Linked DNA regions of Mus musculus: region 1 is linked to region 2. Evidence: chromatin contacts called from public capture Hi-C data. All regions are on one chromosome and are shown on one strand. The core of a region is the stretch at or near the end of the contact, and the rest is flanking DNA. Distances in the headings are between cores, read along the strand shown. Region 1 overlaps Zfp609 (zinc finger protein 609). Region 2 has its middle 13 kb from the start of Pif1.

Region 1 (4,688 bases), core at 630-3,129, 180 kb after region 2:
CCAGCCCCTTTCTTTTTTCTTTTTTCTTTTTTTTTTTTTTTGCTAATTCCACTAAGCAAGGCAGCCCTGGCTGTCCTGGAACTCACTTTGTAGACCAGGCTTGCCTCGAACTCAGAAATCTGCCTGCCTCTGCCTCCCAAGTGCTGGGATTAAAGGCATGGGCCACCACGCCCGGCCCCCTTTCTTTTTATATAAGATAACTCTTAAAACTCTTTCCTGATTAGCTCAGTAGTGAAAGTAACTACTAAGTTAACTGATATCACAGATACCTCCCCTTCTAAGAAGTGAACTAATGTGCTAAGCATTTAAAAAGAACTACTACCCCTTACACCTACTTACCACCAGCAGCTTAAAAAATAAACAGACTTCTGAACATAGTAACCGATGAAGATAATAACTTTGATACAAATTATAAAAACATAAAGAAAAGGAGTTTCAGACTTCAGGGTGAAATCTCATCATCAAATGTAATAAAATCTAGTCAAGCTAGGCCAAACCAGGTCAGTTCTCTAATGGGAAAATTAAAGATGCTTAAACAAACAGAGTTGAGATTCATGCCCAAACCAGTCTTGAACCAATAATCTCAACCACTTCTCCAATGTTACAGAAATCCCTTCCAAGATACAAAATACAACTGGAAGGAAGCCTGTAATCCCAGTCGAGGTAGGAAGATTACAAAGTCAAGGCCTGTCTGGGTTATTAAGGGAGTTTTAGGCTAGCCTGGGTAACTTAATAGGATTCTGTTTCAAAGTAAAACAGAACAAGAGGGCTGTTACAGGCCTCTGACACCGCACAATGCCTGCCTGCAGCCACCCCAGAAGTAGGAGGCAGAGTCCTGGTCCTCAAGCCAGTCATCCCAGCACTCAGAAGCAAAGGCAGGAACATCAGAAGTTCAATACCAGCCTTGGCTACACATGGGAGTTTAAGGCCAGCTTAGCTTGTGAGGTCTTCTCTCAAGAAAAACAAACAAGCAAACAAACGGCTTTTTGCACTTTGCCAACTATTAACTGAAAAGCACTATTTCACTACTTTTAGAATTTTTTAAAATATTTATTCATTTTGTTTGTGTGTGATGTGTACATGTGATAAGTAAAGGCTCTCTACAGAACTATGCCTACAACCAACAGCTGCTCCTATTAAAAATTATTACTCTGTGTGTGTGTGTGTGTGTGTGTGTGTGTGTGTGTGTATTGTACACGTGCAAGTGTTAAACGACAACCTTTTATCATGTGGGTGCAGAGAATTGAACACAGATCAATATTGGTGGCAAGAACCTTTTCCTGCTCAGCCTCCCCTTTGTATTCCCAATATTAAGGGAAAAAAGTTTAAAGAAACATTAACGGGAAGTTTTGAAGCCTGAACACTGAAATCTCATTAGTAGAAAATATCAAAGAAACATTAAGAACAGGTTGCTGCTAATTGAGGTCAAGGCATCCCTGTGGCCAAGTAGACAGTTGACAATGAAGGCATCAGAGATAACAATGGTTGTACTTTGCCCTAATCTCTCTTGACAAAACGGGCCTTTGTCTACAGTGACCAAATGCCCCTCAGTTCTCCCAAGACCTAGACAGTACAGCTGGAGTTTGGTACTCCAAGACAGGGATTAAGAAACAATTTCCAGCACACAACCCGGGCAGCAAACTCTGCAGGCAGCCAGGATCAGTAGAGATTAATGGAGTGGGGAGAAGAGAGCTAGATCCCGAGAACCTGATGACTGGAGCTCTATCCCCTGGACCCACGTGGTGGAAATAAAGCCAGGAGACTTGCAGGTCTTGCTCATAGAAGAGGACTTGCCTAGTTTGTGTAAGGCTCTGGGAAGGCTCTGGGCTGCCGACTGTGGCAGGATGACCTTTGGGTTAGAGGCCAGCCTGGTCTATAGAGTTCCAGATCAGCCAAGGATACAAAGTTTTGGTATCACAAAGAGGAGGGGCAGTGATCCTCAGCACAGGGAAGTAAAACAAACAAAACCCACAGGCAACAGTGGCCCCTCCTTCCCAGTCAGTGATGTGTTTCCCCTCCCCCTCTAAAGCCAGCCTGACCCCCTTCGGCGTGGCTGTCTATCCTCTTTCAAAAACCAAGCTGACAAGAATGGGATTTTAGGAAAACTTAAATGCTTCCAAACAGACAGAATTTTTGCTTAGGATATTGGAAAAAAAAAAAAAAAAAGCTATGGGTCTTGACTCTAATTAAACCCTACCCCAACCCCAGCTTACTCTTGGCACAGCAGAATACTAAAAGGCTGTCCTAGAAAAGCTATAAAATGGTAAGTATCCTGAGGTGGGGGGTGTTTCCAAGCCTCAGAGACCAGCTCCAAACTATTCTGACTCGGATTCACACAGCATCCAAAGTCATAAACAATCCTTTCACTTACAGAGCCTCCCATACATTTCTCCCTTAGCTAACTCCAGCCAGGATTAGAGACTGCAGGCACATGCCAGTTCTTGTTTGGGCTGGTTACCACCTCAAAAGCTGCTTGGCTCAAGACCTGCCTTTTCTTTATAGGATCTTTCAAGTTTCAAAACAGCACCTTTTCTTGGATTCCTCTCAAGACACTGAGGTAGGTGACTTCATCTATTACTTTGAGCTTGGGCTCCATCCAGGAACTTCTCTTAGAATTTACATTCTCACATATTGAAGAACTTACCAGAAAGCAAACCCTTTCACAAGTAACTTCAGTGGCATCAGACCAGAGGGTCATTGATGGCAGAGTGACTAGGAATAGGCCACCATCTTCTCTGAGGTTCCAACAGGTAACCTGGGAAGGAAGCTGCTGCTATGCAGACACAGCTTCCTCACAGCTTATCTTCCTTTACCTCACCTTATTTCTGAACCTTCCAATTCTAATACCCTATTGCCAGAAGTTGAAAATGTTTTTGAAAACAAAATTCTGACTTTTTTTTTTAAAACCTGCCTTTCCATCCTATCACTAATGTCACATTTTAGGAGTTTAGGAAAAATGAAAACCCAGACATACTTAAACAGTTCTAGGTTGCCCAGTTCTATATTGAAAAAAAAAAAAAACCAAAAAACCTACTTTCTATGGAAATAGAACAAACATTTACAGCAAAAACAACATATATCATACAATTTCATAAACCACAGCGGTCTAACTCAAGAAACTTCTTCCAAGTACTTCTGCAAGGAAGAGGACATTTTAGTAAACAGCTTTCTAACAAAGTTTTCTAACAAAGCTTTCGCCCTCCATGAAAAGATGACAATGTGTGACAAATTTCTGGTTCTCAAAAACCTCGACCACTGGCCCACCCCCAAGTGTTGGGCATGGTTCCTGACTGCTCTTTCAATCTCATCTCAAATCTTAGATTACTTGAAGAAAAACACCCATGCACGCACGTGCACACACACACATACACATACACCAAAAAACCAAAACACAAAAAACTAAGTTTCAGCCGGGCGTGGTGGCGCACGCCTTTAGTCCCAGCACTCGGGAGGCAGAGGCTGGCGGATTTCTGAGTTCGAGGCCAGCCTGATCTACAAAGTGAGCTCCAGGACAGCCAGAGCTACACAGAGAAACCCTGTCTCGAAAAAAACCAAAAAAAAAAAAAAAAAAAAAAACCCCAACTAAGTTTCTTTTACAAGTATTGCATGTTCTTGGAGTTAATTTGGTGTGTGGATACCACTCTTTCCAAAATACATCTACCAAGTCTGCAACCTTCTGACTCTGAGACATTATATCTTTTAAAAAATTTATGCAGGCGGATTTCTGAGTTCCAGGCTAGCCAGGGCTACACAGAAGCCCTGTTTCGAAACGAAACAAAACAAAACAAAACAAAACAAAACGCTCTAGAAAAGTTGCTTTAAAAAGTAATAATAAAGGCAGATAAAGGCAGGATATGGTAAAGCACAGCTTTAATCTCAGCACTTGGGAAACAGAGGCAGGTGGGTCTCTGTGAGTTTGAAGACAGCCCGACTTACAAAGTGAGTCCAGGACAATCAGGTCTATTTATACAAAGAAACCCTGTCTCCAAAACAAAAATCAAAACCAAAACCAAACAAAAAACAAAACAAAACAAAACCAAAAAACAAAACCCAAAATTTAACAACAAAACAACACAAACATCATAATATTTTAAGTGAACTTAAGATTCTGTATCAGGCCTCATCCACAGCTACCATAGGTCAAGACCAGATTGGGCACACCTGTTCAATTTCAAACTTCAATGACAACTATCCCTGGTGGGTGATAAGCCAGTCATTTTAGGTGCAAGTGCTAAGATTTGTTAATTATTAAAAATAAAGACAAACTGGGACCTGGTAGGGTAGGAGGCAGTAGTGTTGGGCATTCTAATAGTGGAGAATGAGTATCTGAAAATAAATTTTGATGCTTCTTTTAATTTTAAAGATTTGTTTTGGTCTTGTATGTGTGTGTTTGTGGAAATCTGGGGCCCACAAAGAGGAGATCCTCATGTACATCAAGTGGCACACATCATGTGTACCTACCTCAGTGTAAAGGTAGTTGGTTAGTAAATGCTGTGGCTGGGCAGCAGCAAGAGAAAGGTGGGACTTGAGATGGTGTGAGGGGTCCGAGGAGAAACGGGAGGGGAGGAAGGACATGGAGAAAGGAGGAGCCTGCCATGAGGCCAGAGGGATCATGAGTGTGTGACCAGGAGAAATGGGCCCTGAGGACAAGGAACAAGGGACAAAACCTGCCCAATCTAGGTTTATAA
Region 2 (5,141 bases), core at 594-3,093:
CCCTCCCTTCTACTTCATGTGTGTCTATAACCATCCTGACTCTTACTCTCTATGTTTTTTTTTTCTTAATAATCTTATGTTCACCTCCTGTCCACTGGTTGCTTGCTCTGCTTGTTTTTTTTTTTGGGGGGGGGGGAATTTATTTATTTATTATATGTAAGTACGCTGTATCTGTCTTTAGACATCCCAGAAGAGGTTCAGTTATCATTACAGATGGTTGTGAGCCACCACATGGTTGCTGGGATTTGAATTCAGGACCTTTGGAAGAGCAATCAGTGCTCTTAACCACTGAGCCATCTCTCCAGCCCCTGCTCTGCCTTTTGATCTAAGGTCGACTTTATTTAATCCTGCTTACAATATTCAAGCAGAAAGCTCTTGGATTCAAGGTGTGTGCTAAGGCTGAGCTACACCACAACTAGAAACAGATTTTTCCAGTAAGCAACACAATCTCAGGGTTCACACTGTGATCAAATATCTTGCAACATCACCTCCCATTTGTCTAAATGAAAAGATAAGATCTTAGCTCCAATATAGTAAAAGTATTTACAGTAATGAAGCTATTTCTGCCAAGCTTTCCACAATGTCCAGCTTGGTTGTATTTGGCAGTCAAAGGATTAAGTATTTTTGAGTTCTGCATTCTGTACAATGCTCGTGTCAGTCTTATATGAACTCATTTGAATGTCCTGAGCAGTTTGTAGTTCTAAGCTGATCTTTGGGTGGTGTTTATCAGCTTAGTGGCAATCCTGGCTAGGTAGAACATAGCAGTCAACTCAAAGGTGTCCACTGTTTGTGTAGAGCCTGGTGGTAGAAGAGGCTTGGGGCAGTTCTGTCCAGTGGTTAGCGTCCCCACAATCCAGGTGGATTAGTCATTGTAGGTCCCCATCCTCTCAGAGACCTCAAAGGGAACCGTTAGGAATGGTAGAAAACTTAAACATTTTTTAAAAATATTTATTTATTTATTTATTATAAGTACACTACTGTAGCTGTCTTCAGATACTCCAGAAGAGGGCATCAGATTTCATTATGGATGGTTGTGAGCCACCATGTAGTTGCTGGGATTTGAACTCAGGGCCTTTGGAAGAGCAGTCGGCACTCTTAACCGCTGAGCCATCTCACCAGCCCCCAAACCTAAACATTTTAAATGATATGTTCAGCAGATCTCTAAAAGGTTTGAGGATCCCGTCTATCGAGTACATCCGAGGTACACAAACTTGGTTCCTAGTTACTTGCTTCAGACTCAAGCCTGAAAACATGCACAGGAAGCTCGATGAAGATTACTTCCAGAATTAGTTAGTACTCTGTGTGATGACAGAAAATTTATAGATAACATAATAATTTCATAGATTTTGAGATAATATTTATACTTTAAGGAAAGTTTTAGAGAGTTAAATGAAAGCCGAAAGATTAAGGGATTAGTGGCAATAGAATAATAGTAAATCCCTTATTTCTTGTTTTCTTCTGTCCAGGAGGCTCTTCTGATATGAAACAGAGATTTTTGGATTTTCCTTTAACAAGCATGAGTGGGCTAGAGAATGAGAGAGCCACCCCAAAGTCAGCTTTAGTTTTTAATTGAATTGAGACCATATAAAGCTCATTTGCCACTTGTGACTGTAGAGGGCAGCAGAGACAAGCATTTGGGAATCCGCTATGGGCCAGCTGCAAGATAGGAAAAAAGAAAGGAGTGCCTGCGGGGGGGGGGGGGGGGGGAGGGGCGGGAGTGTGGGAGTCAGAGGGGAGGTGGGGCTGTCCAGCTCGCCCCCCGCCCCCACCCCCACTTAGTCCCCACACCCCACCACCAACACTGCCCCCCGGTGGTTGTCAAGTGGGAAGGGGCAGCTACTCGGGCAAGATGGTGGCACTGGTGCCGGTGCTAGTCTGGAGCTCTGAGCTGTGATTTCAGACCACGGAAGTGGATGATATCACGTGACCAATTTACCCTTTTTCTTGGGACATTTTCTCTTTTTCTTCAGATGTTTTACTTGTCCAGCGGTCTCAAGATTCCATACTTAAATGCTTTTATTCTCCTGGAAAGATAAAAGCTAAACCCTTCCTCCCACCCTAACTCTCAGGGGTTATTTCTTGGCAGCTTATATCTTTCCTAGGGTAAAATGGCTTTTTGTTTTGTTTTGTTTTGTTTGGCAACAGAAAAAGTATTATCTTTCAATTGAAATTTTAAAAATTATTGTGAAAATTTGAAACTAAATAGATCTTAGTATGTGTGGGTAAATATACCAATATTTCCCTTTCTCTTTATGGGATGGTTCAAGGTTTAAGTGTATTTATTTTTAGATCACAAAGAACATTCACTTTGACCGGGCGTGGTGGCCCACGCCTTTAATCCCAGCACTCGGGAGGCAGAGGCAGGCAGATTTCTGAGTTCGAGACCAGCCTGGTCTACAAAGTGAGCTCCAGGACAGCCAGGGCTATACAGAGAAACCCTGTCTCAGAAAAAAAAAAAAAAAAAAAAACAAAAACCATTCACTTTGAATTGAATTTCAGTATGCTTTTTGCAAGCAGCTTTTAAATTTAAATCACTGTAATTCTTATGTGCCTGCCTCTGCCTCCCAAGTGTTAGGATTAAAGGTATGCACCACCCCTGGCTATGGGCTCCTTAGAACAGTTATTCTCATAGGGTTGTCCTGGTTCTCTATTTCCCCTTATTCTTTTTTTTTTTGTTATGGAAAAAATGTTTATTTTGAAATTATTTTAATTTAGAAATAGAAAACCTCATAGGAAGGAGGAAAGAAACAAGAACCACAAAGCATCCAGGCAACGTTTCACTTCATGATCGTGTCACCCCCTCACTGTTCACTCGTCCCGTGATGAGAAAGGACTCAGCCACCCACAGAATTGTTATTAATAGGGATATGGATCAGTTTCATGAGGAAGCCAATGAATCCCATGATCGCAAATCCTACCGCTGTGGCCATGGAGAGCTTCTGGAATTCCCTTCTGTCCGGTTTGGTGCTTCTTTTAACCAGCCGAACTGAGTCCTTTACAAACTGCCGACTTGGCTCGACAAAGTTCATTACCTGCTCCATGTTTGTGGGACGGCGTCTTGAGAGGGTAGAGACACCTAGCTTAGGAGAGAGTTTCCCCTTATTTCAGCATTAGGGTTAAACTTTCAAGTTTTTCCAATTTGTATTTATCATCCTCACTGATTTATTCTGAATTCATTCCCAGGCAAATTTTAATATTCTAGTCTTAATTAAACATGATGCTAATTTGTCCACTGTCTCATTATTTTCAGACATTTTATGTCTTGCCTGTATAAGCTACACAGAATTCAATGTCTTTGCTAAGTGTTGCTAGGTTTTGTCACTTCCATTCATTCACGCCTCCCAGGCTCAGGTATCTTTGCCATTTATCTGCCAGTTAGTGGTTTTCCGTTTTTGATGACCACGTAGCTATACCATTGCACAGGCCATGAATTGAAGATAGAGAGTTTTCCTTTTGCTTTCCTAGTTGTTTGTCTTATAGTCAACACTGCTGTGCCGGTTTTGTGGTTCTTTTTTCAGCATTGGCCATTCCATTCTCTGCTCTATAGTCTGCCATTTTCTATCAGTTTGAGTTCCATCAGTGGTTGATGAAGCATCAGGAAGCCAAAAGTTGTAACCATTCCGTTGGTTCCTATAGTTTAATGGGTGCCTCTTTGGGGGAGGGGAGAGCTGTTTAGGCAACTGAGGGAATTTCCTCTGTGTTAGAAGGCACAGATCCCTTTGCACCACATCCTGGTCACAAAGGGTTTTGGATAGGTACATTGTGTGCCAAATGCTTTTTTTTTTTTTTTTTTTTTTTTTAAATCTCAATCGTTTGATTTCTACCAATGAGGACCAGGAGCTGGGATGGAAGCCTACTAGCTCAGAGAGGCAGAGAAAGCACCCAGCTGACCTTCCTCTCCAGCCAGGAATCTCCTCCCTCACACTGTCTCAACCTCCTTCAAACTGAAGGTCCCTCCCTTCTACTTCCTGTGTGTCTCTCTATCCATCTTCCTGATGCCCTCTTACTCTCTATGGGTTTTTTTTTTTGTTTGTTTTTTGTTTTTTTGGTTTTGTTTTTTTGGTTTTTCGAGACAGGGTTTTTCTGTAGCCCTGGCTGTCCTGGAACTCACTCTGTAGACCAGGCTGGCCTCGAACTCAGAAATCCGCATGCCTCTGCCTCGCAAGTGCTGGGATTAAAGGCATGCGCCACCACGCCCGGCTCCTCTCTATGGTTTTTGTTGGAATAATCCTATGTCGACTTCCTGTCAGCTGGTTGCTTGCTCTGCCTCCCAACCTGTGGTTGAATGTATTTAATCCTGTTTACAATATTCAAGTAGAAAGTTCTTGGATTAAATGTATGTGCTACACTACAATTAAAAACCTTTTTTCCGCCGGGCATGGTGGCGCACGCCTTTAATCCCAGCACTTGGGAGGCAGAGGCAGGCAGATTTCTGAGTTCAAGGCCAGCCTGGTCTACAAAGTGAGTTCCAGGACAGCCAGGGCTATACAGAGAAACCCTGTCTCAAGAAACCAAAAAAAAAAAAAAAAAAAACTTTTTCCCCCCAGTAAATAACACAATCTCGGGGTTCACAGTGTGATCAAATATCTTACAACGGGCAGTACACACTCTTATCCACAGAGCTATCCCTCTCACCCCTGAAGAGAGGTTTCCTTGCTTCCCAGAAGTCACACCAGGAGAAGACATCTGCCTAGACCACCTGGGTGCCTGAAGGTCCTCTCCTCAAGCAATCTTGTGGTAAAGCTGCTCCTGGAAGGCCTGGACAACAAAGGCAGGTGTGCTCCCTGAGGGACCTGCAGATATCGCTGCCCCTGAGGCAGGGATGCAGAAACAAACGTAGCAGTTCTTTATGGGGGCATCTAATCTGATCTATCCTGGAATGTATATCTCTGGGGGCTCTAGTGAAACCTCACCTGAGTCAGGATTCAAGATTGTCGACACTGAAGATGATGACACAGTGCTTCAATGGCTGCTAACACACGCAGTGACCACCACCCACAAGTGACAGTCACACACACACACACACACACACACACACACACACACACCACACACGATCTATCTACAGTGTAGAGGGAGAAGGGACAGCCTATCTAGGTGCCTCATACCCCGGCAACCCTGTCAGCTTCCTGGATGCTCCC

What was found. Capture Hi-C pulls out chosen DNA fragments and counts their contacts.
Region 1: a contact with region 2 is called in a capture Hi-C map of embryonic stem cells, with 3 times the contacts expected there. The contact joins two enhancer-like sites. A contact is called at or near these places in 1 of 15 datasets of contacts at CTCF or cohesin (the NIH/3T3 cell line), 6 of 484 Hi-C or Micro-C datasets (the G1E-ER4 cell line, embryonic stem cells and uterus), 4 of 115 datasets of contacts at active chromatin or transcription factors (all in embryonic stem cells) and 1 of 9 other capture datasets (embryonic stem cells).

Annotation. Positions count from the first base shown.
Region 1 is chr9:65,774,797-65,779,484 of GRCm38.p6, forward strand. The region is part of intron 2 of Zfp609 (zinc finger protein 609); the gene reads right to left. Among named protein-coding and RNA genes, the nearest start is that of Zfp609, 50 kb to the right of the region's middle. Within about 2 kb of position 1,880, at least 68 of the 459 cell types and tissues checked have an H3K27ac peak or open chromatin away from gene starts, as enhancers often do. A contact at or near this core is called in embryonic stem cells, where this site is marked.
Region 2 is chr9:65,597,233-65,602,373 of GRCm38.p6, forward strand. It overlaps the pseudogene Gm10144. Among named protein-coding and RNA genes, the nearest start is that of Pif1, 13 kb to the left of the region's middle. Within about 2 kb of position 1,844, at least 18 of the 459 cell types and tissues checked have an H3K27ac peak or open chromatin away from gene starts, as enhancers often do. A contact at or near this core is called in embryonic stem cells, where this site is marked.